Regions from separate parts of the Ovis aries genome. Here region 1 is linked to region 2. A link is a contact called in public Hi-C data. All regions are on one chromosome and are shown on one strand. Each heading gives the region's core, a stretch centred on a gene start, on an enhancer-like site or on the middle of the called end of the contact. The rest is flanking DNA. Distances are from core to core; before and after follow the strand shown.

Region 1 (5,724 bases), core at 680-3,179, 170 kb before region 2:
AGGACAGCGAGGACAGGCGGCTGCTGGGGGGCTGCTTCCAAGCCGAGGTGGCACTGCTGTCCGGGGACGGGGACTCGGGGGCCAAGCTACGAGAATGGAAGGGAGCGAGGGAGGCGTGGTCAGGCAGGTTGCTTCTGAGACCTGAATGTCAAGGAAGGGATGCGGCAGAAGGCAGGATGTGGGCTGTGCTTTGTATGCCAGGAAATAAGAGACAGAACATCCCAGTGAGGAGAACCATCCTGGGCCCGGCCAGGTGCTGTCCACGGTTCCTCTGGAACACCTGGACAGGTGCAGAATGGGAGGAGCCGCTCCCCCACTCGAGACCCTCTAACTCTGTGTTGCCCAGTAGGGGAGCCAAGGGTCACCTGTGGCCGCTGGGCCCTTGTAATGGGGCGAGTGAGGGCTGAGCTGGGCCAAGAGTAGAGAGCACACGCTGACTCCTAACACTTGGAGTGAAAAAAAATAAACAAGTAAAATACCACAGTGATAACTTTACAGTGATTGCGTGTTACAAGGGCAGTATTTATAAAGGGTCTATTGGGCTCAGTGGGGCTTCCCAGGTGGCGCTAGCTGGACTGCCAATGCAGGAGGCACGAGAGACGTGGGCTGGTTCCCTGGGCGGGAAAGACCCCTGCAGAAGCGCGCAGCAGCCCACTCCAGTATTCTCATCCAGAGAATCCCACGGAGAGAGGAGCCTGGCGGGCTCTGGTCCATACGCTGCACAGAGTCAGACATGACTGAAGCGATTTAGCACACATACTGGGTATTGGGTTCCACAGAATATACTGTTAAAATTAATTGTGCCAGGATTTCCCTGGAGGTCCAGTGGTTAAGACTTCGACTTCCAGTGCAAGGAGTGAAGAAGGTTCGACCCCTGATTGGGGAGCTAAGATTCTGCATGCTGCATGGCCAAAACAAACAAACAAACCATAGAAGCGATATTGTGACTAATTCAATCAAGACTTTAAAAAATTGCCTTTAAAAAAAAGGAAGAAGACTTTTAAAAAAGGGGAAATAATCTTAAATTAATTTCGCCCGTTTTCCTTCTACTGTGCTGATGCGGCCCCTGGAACACTGCGGCTGCGCGCGAGGCTTGGGTGTGCAGCTTGCGCTGCATTTCCGTCGGGCAGCGCTGACGGCGATGAAACCGTCACCGGCCGTCACCTGTGGTGGAGCGGGAGTGGGGAATATCCTACATCGCTTCACTCATTCACTCACTCACTCGACAAAGATTTACTGAGCGCCTACTATGTGCCAGGCCCTGTGCTGAAAAGCTGTATCTTTGCATCCTCCCCACAGGATAGGATTAACCTCACGAAATTAAACATATAACCTTGCGAAAGATGAGGAAGCCGAGGCAGAAAGACATGAAGAGCCTTGCCCAAAGGGGCGGACCTGACCCCAGAATCCAGATCCATGACTCTCTCTCTCCTCCTGGAATTTCTGCCCACGATAATGTATTCCGAGTACCACTCGGATAATTGGAACCACAAAAGACAGAAGATTTATAAATAAATCAAGCCATTAAAATTAAATAGGCTCCCTGCTCCTCTCTTAAAAAGACCCCAAAGTCAAGAGCCGAGGAAAGCCTTATCCTAAGGAAGGGGGGACCAGCACGCCAGACAACACGTCCCTGATCAGAGGGTCTGCCCCAAAAGACCGCCGAACTTCACCCTTGGGCAGAGCTGTCAACCCAGGTGTGCTGGTGTCTCACTCAGGGAGTACAGCCTGCTTTTTGTCAGCTCTGAACGGATTTCGTTACTTGGAATAAGCAGGACATTGGGGCGTGGGGCGGCATTGAGGCGGAGCCACAAAAAATGAGGGAAATACCACCGAGCGGGCAGCAGGTGGCGCTGCTGCCCAGGGCTGGGAGTAAAGCCTCGCCTGGGCCCTTTCTGGGAGGAGAAGCTGCGGTACCTCTGAGAGACGGGAGGGGGCGAGCGATACCAGGACACGGGAGCGGGGGCGGGGACGCGGGCAGGTGGAGATGCCAGTGGCGGGGTTTCCCCTTCTCCCTGAAAGAGCTGGGAGGATAGAGGCCCAGAGAAGAGGGGCCTCCCAGGGTGAGACAAAGCAAAACCAGGACCCAGACTTCCAGACTCCTGCAGGAACATTCTAGTGAAATTTAAGTAAGTTCATTAACTAACCGTATATCACAGCTTAGGAAAGAAAACGAAAGGCCCTTCATGTGCACCATTAGAAACCTGCGCTTTCCTTTTTCTTTTCTTGTGTGCTTACTCACTCAGTCGTGTCCGACCCTCTGTGACCTCATGGACTATAGCCGGCCAGGCTCCTCTGTCCTTGGAGATTCTCCAGGCAAGGATACTGGAGTGGGTTGCCATGCCCTCCTCCAGGGGATCTTCCCAAGCCAGGGATCGAACCCAGGTCTCCTGCATTGCAGGCAGATTCTTTACTCTCTGAGCCACCAGGGAACCCCATGAATACTGGAGTGAGAGCCTATCCCTTCTCCATAGGAACTTCCTGACGCAGGAATCAAACCAGGATCTCCTGTGTTGCAGGCAGATTCTTTACCAGCTGAGCTACCAGAGAAGCCCACCCATTTCTAGTTCACTCACCTCCCCCCAGCTTGGGTACCGACGACAGCTATGGGACATAGGTCAGTGGAGGGGTGTGGCCACTCCTGACTGGGGTAGGGGGCAGGGGAAGGAGCTGGGAGACCTGGGTCTGAGTCCAGCTCAGCCATGGACACACCATATCCGGGTCTGAGTCCATCTTAGCCATGGACACGCCATATCCCTGGGCACAACACCCACAGATGAGGTAACTAAGACACACAGAGACACAGCCAGTAAGTAGCCACACTGGGGTTGACCCAGATCTCCCTGGTTTTAAAATGCCATGCGATCCTGCAGCCCTCGGGTGGGGAAGGTGAACTGAGAACATGGCAAGCCCATCCTCGGTGTCCACAGAGCTGCTACTGCGTTTCATCCCGCCCCAGGGCAAGAAGAAAAACTGCATGTTTAAAACAAAGAACAGGTACGATGGACAAATGCAAAGTATCAAACTCCTACTTCTACGACTAAGTGCTGGGAAATACGCCCACTGTGAACACAAGTTACCCTCCTGCCCACCCCAAGTCTCAGTCTTCGTCTCTGCAAGGTGGGACCACAGACTTAAATGCTGCGCTTCAGAGCTGACAACAGTGCTCGGCCTGTCCGCTTAATACATCTTGGCTGTTTTTATGAGCATCATTCCCTTTCTACAGGGCCTTCCCAGGTGGCTCAGTGGGTAAAGAATCCACCTGCAGTACAGGAGATGCAGAAGACGCGGGTTCGATCCCCAGATAGGGAAGCTCCCCTGGAAGAGGCCAAGGCAGCCCACTCCAGTGTTCTTGCCTGGAGAATCCCATGGACAGAGGTGCCTGGCGGGCTTCCATTCCATGGGGTCGCACAGAGTCGGACAGGACTAAGTGACCAAGCACGCACACATGCACCCTTCTACAGAAGAGGAGTTCGTGAAATCCGGCAAATACAACTAAATGGTCCAGGACCCCACAGCCAGCCAGAATGGAGCTGGGATTCAGGCCTGCCTGCCTCCTGAATCCGGGTGATGCTTGGTGACGTTCAGGCTTCTGCAGTCACAATAACATTCCCTCCCAGCCAGGCAAACACCTGAGGGGCCCTCCATGCCACTAACAGTGATGATCCTGAATGCTGACATAGCTTATGATGGTATGTATAATACGCTCCTCTGTTTATAAACACACAATATACGTACATAGAAAAAAAGTCTAGAAAGACAACCAAAAACACTAATGAAAGTGATACCTGAGTCCTGACATTACAGTTGGTTTTCATTTTCTTGGCAATTTTTTTTTTTTTTTTGGTTTGTGGTGGTGAAACATGTAAGATGAAATTTGCCAGTAGGGGCATCCAGTGCATTCCTAATGCTGTGGGCTTCCCTCGCAGCTCAGCTGGTAAAGAACCTGCCTGCAACGCGGGAGACCTGGGTTTGATCCCTGAGTTGGGAAGATTCCCTGGAGAAAGGAAAGGCTACCCACCGCAGGCCCAGTATTCTGGCCTGGAGAATTCCACAGACTGTATAGTCCATGGGGTTGCAAAGAGTCAGACACGACTGAGCGACTTTCACTTTCCTTCTTAACGCTGTGTGGCCATCGCCACTCTGGTTTAAGAACATCTCCATCCGCCCAGGAGGAAATCTGGTCTCCTCTGTCCCTGTGGATTTGCCTATTCTGGGTATTTCATATATCATTTTAAAATCTTTTTTTTTTTTTGTACTTTCTAAACTTCTGTTTTATAAAAAGAATGAGTTGCCTTATTACACAACAACCTGTTACAGACAAAACAGGTTCTCCTTAGTAACGGAGAAATCAGGAGGCAGATGGGGGCCGACTCCCCCCGAGAGGTCCTGTCCCACACCGCTTACCTCTCCCCGCTCTGGCGCTGGTCCGGCCACGTCCCATACTGACTGTCGGCTTCCTGCACGAGGGTGTCGGTGTCCTTGGCCTCGGGGGTCCTCCTGGAGAAACACTGCTTCAGCTGATCCTGCAAGGACAAGCCAGAGGTTTCTATCAGGGGCAAATGCTCAGAACCTGGTCCGGCTGATAAACCTATTTATCAGCCTATCCAGCTGATAAATCATGCTGCCTGACCCCTTGCTCAAACCCACCCAGGCTCCCTACTGCTCTCAGAGACGGGTCCAAACGTCTGCGCTGAGAACTGGAGTGACCGACCGTCCAGGACTGCCCAAGACATCGCAGGAGGCAGGTTAAGATGCCGCACTTCCGGTACAGAGGGGCCTGGGTTCGATCCTTGGTCAGGGAACTAGATCCTGAATACCACAACCAAGCGTTTGCATGCCATAACTAAAGATCCTGCATGCTGTAACTAAGACCCAGGGCAGCTAAACAAACAAACAAAAAGCCCCCAAGAGACGGGGATCTCTGAGTGATGAGTGAGGGAACAAGGGCCCCTGGAAATCAGAACGGCAAGCTTCCAAGGCTGCCGAGGGTGGAATCAGGGCAGGAGGCAGGGGAACACTTCCTGACCTCCTTTGGAAGGCTCTGGGCGGCAGGCTGGGGGTGGAGGAGTATATGGTGCTCAGCAAAACACACACTGGCTTCCGTGTGTCCCCATTTGTGGGCCTCCCTGCAGAGGTTTAAGATTCATGCTCAGGGATGTGGAATCCCTGAAGGCAGGGAGGGAGGTCTGCTCCCCTCACTGCTAAAGCCAGACTCGGGATTCTGGAAGGCAGCATCCCCGACTTCCTCGCCACTCTCACCCCCGAGTCGGGTCAACCTCCAAGCCCTTCAAAGTCTCTCTCGGGAACATTCCATCCAAACCCGGCCAGCTCTGGGGCTCCCCTGCCTCCTTCACCTCTGGTCCCTTCCCAGACATTCTTTTCCCGTAACAGTTTCCAAAGCTGAACTCAAAGCCTGCAAGGTCCTTGCTCAAAACCCTTCAATAGCTCCCCAGAGTCAGGTCCAAACACCGGAAGGATGGCTTGTGGGACCTTCACTGGTGGGGCTCTTTCTCCACCGTCCCCTGTCCCTCTCCCACCTCCTGACCCTCCCAGCCCCTCTTCCTGGCTGCTCCAGCCCTCCTTCACCTTGGGACCTGCTGGAGCAGCCACCACCTCTTGGCTCTCGTTCAAATTTCAGCTTCAGCTTCGTTGGCTCTTCCTCCAGGAAGCCTTCCCTGAACTCCCCCTCACCCAAGGCTGGCTCAGGAGCCCCCAGCTCCC
Region 2 (5,852 bases), core at 2,783-5,282:
TAAAATCATTTTGCCATCTTTGAAGTGTTTGGTGTGTTACATGTTATTTTCACAATAACACACATATATTATTATTATTATTTTGGTTGTGTTGCACAGAACACAAGATCTTAGTTCTTGACCAAGGATCCAACCCTTGCCACCTGCAGCAGAACCATTGGACTCTATAGAGTTAGTCTTAACCAGGGAAGTCATTATATATATCATTATAGGAATAAAATGATATATGTCGTCATACAGAACATTATATATATTATTATACTGTGTGTGTGTGTGTGTGTGTGTATCTCTTCTGACTCAGTGATGTAAACATCCAAAGAGCTGGCTTTGGGGACATATTTTATATTCTCAGCGGAGATAAGATTCAAAGGTCACTCAACTGACCTTTATAGCAAATGCAGTAGTGATAACTACTTCCCAGAAGTCAATCCAGGATCATTTCCATATTTGTCTCACTTTGACTTCCCCCTCCCTTCCTCCCATTCGGTGGACCAGATTTTTGCAGAGTGAATTCCTAAGGGCAGGGGCTCTTTTGAATTGCCCACAGAAAATGCTCAATAAGATATACATCACACTGAAGGGAAAAAAAATGTGTATGTGTGTGTCTATCCCTCAACTCAAAGTTTTGAGGTTCCTTGTAAGTGACAGGAGTTTGGGCAGTAGGGCCTGGGCAGAAGGACTCCTTGAAGCCTCGGTCTGATAAACTGCAGAATCAAGGGTCTCAGAAGTAGCGTCGCCTGGGTTTGCTGCGAAGAATTTAGAAAAGAACAAAAGAGCTTCGCCAGCGCCCAGCGCTTGTAAAGGGTCTCATAAAAAGTGGTTGTCCTGATATGTTATGTGCTATCTCTAAGTTCTCTCCCCAGTTCTTCCTGGCCAGCTTCCTCCTTTCTGTCCCTGCCTCTTCCTGGAAGCCTCTCTGGGTTTACCCCTGCTGCATCCTGACCCAACCTCACCAACCTTCGTGGTTTCTCTACTCAACCTCCCTGACTCCAAACATGCACAAGATGCAAGTGGGAAGTGGGTTCAAATCCCTGTTCTGCCACTGGGGGCTGGCAAAGACCTTGCTGCCACACCACTGAGTCCTGAATCTGTAAATCACGAAGAATAAGCCCTACCTCCTCCCACAGGAAGGTGGTGAGGGTTCCAGGGTGAAGTCCCGGGAGGACCTGGATGTTTCATGACCCTCCCAGGGCAAGCGGACAACTGATGCACAGGGAGGTGTGCTGAATGGAATGAAACACAGACATTAAAAATTTTTAGGCCACTTCCCTTGAGCGTTTCCTTCTCCAGACTGACTGCCCGGCCTCCAGAAAGGGTCCTCAACTGAGCAGCTCTCTAAACACAACACTGACCACTGTCTCTATCCAAGTTTAGTACCATTGTCACCGCTCACCTGGATTTTCTGAGCAGTCTCCAGCCTCCTGGCACACCCTCATCCAACCTCCCCAAGAGATGGGCAAGCTTCCCAAAACACACATCTGACACCATCCTTCTCCCCCAGAGAAACTTCCACAGTGCCCCACTGCCCTGGAATAAAGTCCAGATCCTTGGGAATAGCTGACCTGGCCCCTGCCAGCTTCTCCTGCCAACACCCCACACTCCCTCCTCTGTCTAGGCCTTTCTGTTCTCTTTACAGCGCACCATCCTCTCCCCACTGGTAGACCAGCTCTCCAAGAAAGCTTCCCTGCCTTCCATCCCTCCCCAGGCCAGAAGTCATCAGCCCCTCCTCCCAGACAATTGCCTCTTTTCACATAGACTTTGCCCCTTAAGGGTGTGACCACCAGCCTTCTCTTTGACACACTGTCTTGAAATATTTGTTGAATGAATGAATAAATACCCTTTTAAAACATTCCCCTTGGGGCTCTCTTTCTGAGTTGGTCAGAGATGTATTCTGGGGGTGCTGAGAGGGGAGTAAGGCTCAGGACAAGATAGTGGACTGTTCCATTCTCCTGCCAAGATCAGTCCTGAATAAAAACCAACCCCCAGGGCCTTCAAAGTGGGTGGGGTACCTCCAGAATCTGGGGTGAGGGCTGTACGCCCAACATCAAGAATCAGTACAGTTGTCTCTACAACTACAGGGCAAGTTGGTTGCTCATACCTAGACTGCAAGCCAGAAGGACAGACTCTATATTGCTCTGGGTCACGTCATTTCTAGTGTCCTCCACATAGTAGGTGCTCAATACACACCCTAGTTGACCAAAGAGCCGCTCACGTACCTAGACACGGTACCAAACGAAACCCTGTACTTCTCTAGGATAATTGCACCCTTGTCAAGCATGCCAATCCTTTCAAAAAGATTCCCCCTAAAACCACAAGGACCTCAACGAGTGTCTGCACAGCTCCCTCTGGAACTGTCCTAGGGGTGAGATGTCAGTGTCTGGGGGTGAATGCACATTTGTCCAGGAGCTCTGATGCATTAGCAAAGGAAAAGCTGGGCCAAAGGAGAAGTCTTGTCCAAATGGTGAGGTTACTGATTAGCCAAACCCTCAGAGCTTCTCTCTGCAAGGGGGATCAGAGGGGCAATTAAACCCCTTTGGAAGAAAGACCAAGTTAAATATCTCTCTAATCCTGTAGTTTGAAAAGATAGCAAGTTGAGTTTCTTGAGCTTTCCTTCAGATACCCTAGGGGAGGCGGCAGGGGATGAGACAAGGGAGAGGAGAGGCCACAGAATGAGGGTCCACCAGTATTTACACAGCCCAAACCTGCTTCATACCTTTTATATCTATTAATCCCGCCAGTCACCCAGAAAAGGGAGGACTGCGACCCCACCCCCACTCCACTGTGCCCCGAAGGGAGATCTGGGCTCAGAGATGTTAAGCATTTTGTCCCAGGGTCACAAAGAAGCTGCAAACAAAAATCACTTTCTTTGTGCAACAGGTACAGTCCTTTCCTTTCCAAAAGGTAGTGGCAGTTCCTGGCTGGAGAAAGTTCAGTCCCGCGGGCAGGAAGCCCTGGCCACCCAGGTGGCGCGCGCAGGTCATACGCCCGCGCCACTACGGGCCCGCCACGGACCAGCGGAGAAGCAGGGTTTCGGGGCGCGGCGCCCCGGCTACGCGCTCGGTGCTTGCTAGGAGGATGTGGAAAGGTCGGGCCCGGGTCGGGGGTCAACGCGCCGCTTCCCTTCCCCAGGGCCCCGCCTGTAGCCCTAGGCGGCGCCGCCAGCGGGGTGGGGGGCCAGCCGAGCCTGCCGGGGAGCAGGGAGATTGAGCCTTAATCTCATCAGGGAGCCTCTGCCCTGGGAAGGAAAGCGGAGGGGGTGCACAGGCCCGGTGGGGAGGGCGCGTCCGGCGCCCGCGGGGCCCGGCGCGCCGCTCTCTCCACCGCCCCCGCTGCCCGCAGGATCCCTTCGCCTCCGGCTCCGCCTCGATCCGCACCCCCGCTTCCCAGTGTCCACCTCCTGGGCCTCCAACCCGCACGGTCGTCCAGATCCTAGCAGTCGCAGGCTGAGTAGCCCGGATCTCCAACGATCCCCCAGTTCCCGGCCACCAGGTCTCCTCTCGGAATCACTCCCGAGGCTCGGACCAGTGGGGGGCAGGGGAGAGGGATCAACTAGCTCCCAGTTTCCAATCACCGTCCACAGTCACCCCAGGCTGGGGACCCAATGGTACCCCGGGCCACCGGCGCCAGATCCACTCCGAATATCGACTCGCAGGTCTCCAGCCGAGTGGCGCGGGATCCACTGGTAGCCCAGTGCTGGATCTTCCCGCGGGCTCCACTCCCAAGTCTGGAGAGACAGACCTTCCGGCTCTCAAGTCGGGATGCCCCTTCCCCGGAGATCCAGAGCCCGGGGAGACCCACCAGGTCCCCACCTCTTCCCAGGCTAACTTTGTCAACTTTTCTCCGGGGGCCTCAGCGGAGCAGAAACTTGGCAGCCACCGCCGGCCACCGCCTCCTCTATCCCCTCACAGGCCGGGGACACGGGACTGATGGCCGGCCCCGATCCGCCGCGGCCACGGCGCAACCTACCCTAGAGCCGCCGCCGCCGCCGCCGGTCCGCGCCGCGCCGCCACCTGCCCGCAGCCCGAGGCACCTGCCTGCGCTGCCCGCGGCCCCGCGCAGCCTAGCCTGCTGGGGCGGGGCCTCGGACAGGGAAGCGCCCCCCGTCGCCATGGGAACGGCGGCCGGCGGCGCCTGCGCGGAGGGCCCCGGGGCGGAGCTCAGCCCGCGGACTCGAGCTCTCGCTTGGCGCCGGGACCGGGGGGACGGTCCGGCAGGTCAGAGGTCGCGAGTTTCCCCCGAGACTCCTCCCGGAAGTGCTCTTGGCCCTAGAGCCCCGACCCTGCCTCGCCTGACTCAGAACATTTGTTCGTGATGCCTGCTTGCGTTGCCGGGGTTAGCCCCCGGCTTTGGCCGGGAGTCACCCACAACACACACCGCGAACCGCCGCCGTGTCTGCGCCCGAGAGCCTAGTGCAGCCTGGGAGCTCGGGAGAGCCTCGCCCATTGAATCGCTTGGGCTATGGGCGCGTGGAGCGAGCCCGGTCTGTGCGTAGCGCTCGCGCCTCTTCGCGGCGAGCAGGGGAATCGCACCCGGGGCGGCTCATTTCCGCCAGGGCACCTAGTGTCATCGCTGCGGCCTTATGTAGAAGTGGGGGGATGAAGGGTGAGCCGAAAAGAGACTTTTTGGACAAGCTGAGAGAACCGTAGGAAGTCTCTCCTGAACGAGAAAATGTCTGATTTACTATCCTTTACTCATTTCATTCCATAGGTTTCTATTCAGCACCTACAGTATGCTGGATGCCAGGGACCCGTGATACTGGTGGGGACTTCACTGGTGACAGAGACAAGATACAGCTGGCAAGATACAGATTCTCATAGAGCTTACAGACACTGTAAACAATATTTAGACAAATAAGTTGAACTGCATTTGGGACTCGTGCTTCCTTCCTTAGGAAGGAATTGTATGGAGACAATAACTAAAAGACTAAGTCAGTTGGACCTCAGTGAAGTCAAAGAGAAAAAAAGAATGTAATGCTGTTTGGCTCCAGGAGATACATCATATCCATTGTTTCTTTAAATCTCCACTTTTGGAGCAAGGATCAGCACCTCCGTATCTTATCAAGGAGCATTCTGAGGCTCCCTAGGAGACTTGTCCATGGTGATGGAACCCAGAAGTGGTGAGGTAGTGGCTCTATGACGTCTTGCAGCTTAGAATAATCTCTTGTATCAGCTGTATGTCTGGAAAACAGTCGTCAGTAGGATCCAACTCAGTAGCTTTTAAATAAGACTACCAGGCGCTTCCCTGGTTGTGAGTTGCTGGGACTCCGTGTTCCCCCTGCTCCCAGCCCTGGCTTTTCTCTTCCCAAGGACGGGGGACAGTGCCATTCAGGGACTTTCCCAGGACCCCTTCCTTCCCTTCAACCCCTGGTCTAGGATCTAGGTCCCACATACTGTAACTAAGGGTTTGCATGCTGCAACTGAAAAAAGATCCCGCATGCTGCAACTGGTAACTCTGCGTGCCGCAACTAAGACCTGGTACAGCCAAATAAATATTTTTTAAAATAAGTAAAAAGTAAATATGACAACCATGCCCAGGGTGGTGACTTCGAGGTAGGGAGAATAGTTGGATTGAAAGTAAAAATGCCTCAAAATCCACCTTTAAAGTAGGGTTTTTCCATTATGTGTGTATTATATCAGCAAATCAAGTCCCTGTTTATTGTTCGCTGCCCTTTCTAGAACTTCTGGAAGCAGGAGCTTTTGTCTCTTTAGTTCCCTCCTGATTCTCAGTGCCTAGGGCAGGGCTTGCCAAATAGTATGTACTCAGAAAATACTGTGCTTAATTGGATTAAACGCATGAATAATCAACAGTTTTAATAAGAGTACTGACTGCTACCTCTCCCTGCTAACCGTATG

The links. Hi-C and Micro-C count contacts between places; a contact is called where the count stands out from the background.
Region 1: a Hi-C map of tail adipose tissue shows a contact between it and region 2, with 3 times the contacts expected there. The contact joins the enhancer-like site here to the promoter of KIAA1671 in region 2. A contact is called at or near these places in 4 of 16 Hi-C or Micro-C datasets (blood, hypothalamus, omental adipose tissue and 1 more).

The regions. Positions count from the first base shown.
Region 1 is chr17:65,461,441-65,467,164 of ARS-UI_Ramb_v3.0, reverse strand. KIAA1671 (KIAA1671 ortholog) reads right to left here. Exons shown (of 12, transcript XM_060400832.1): 6 at 4,408-4,526; 7 at 1-86. Among named protein-coding and RNA genes, the nearest start is that of CRYBB3, 17 kb to the left of the region's middle. Within about 2 kb of position 1,929, at least 4 of the 54 cell types and tissues checked have an H3K27ac peak or open chromatin away from gene starts, as enhancers often do. A contact at or near this core is called in tail adipose tissue, where this site is marked.
Region 2 is chr17:65,294,777-65,300,628 of ARS-UI_Ramb_v3.0, reverse strand. KIAA1671 (KIAA1671 ortholog) reads right to left here and starts at 4,032. Exons shown (of 12, transcript XM_060400832.1): 1 at 3,967-4,032.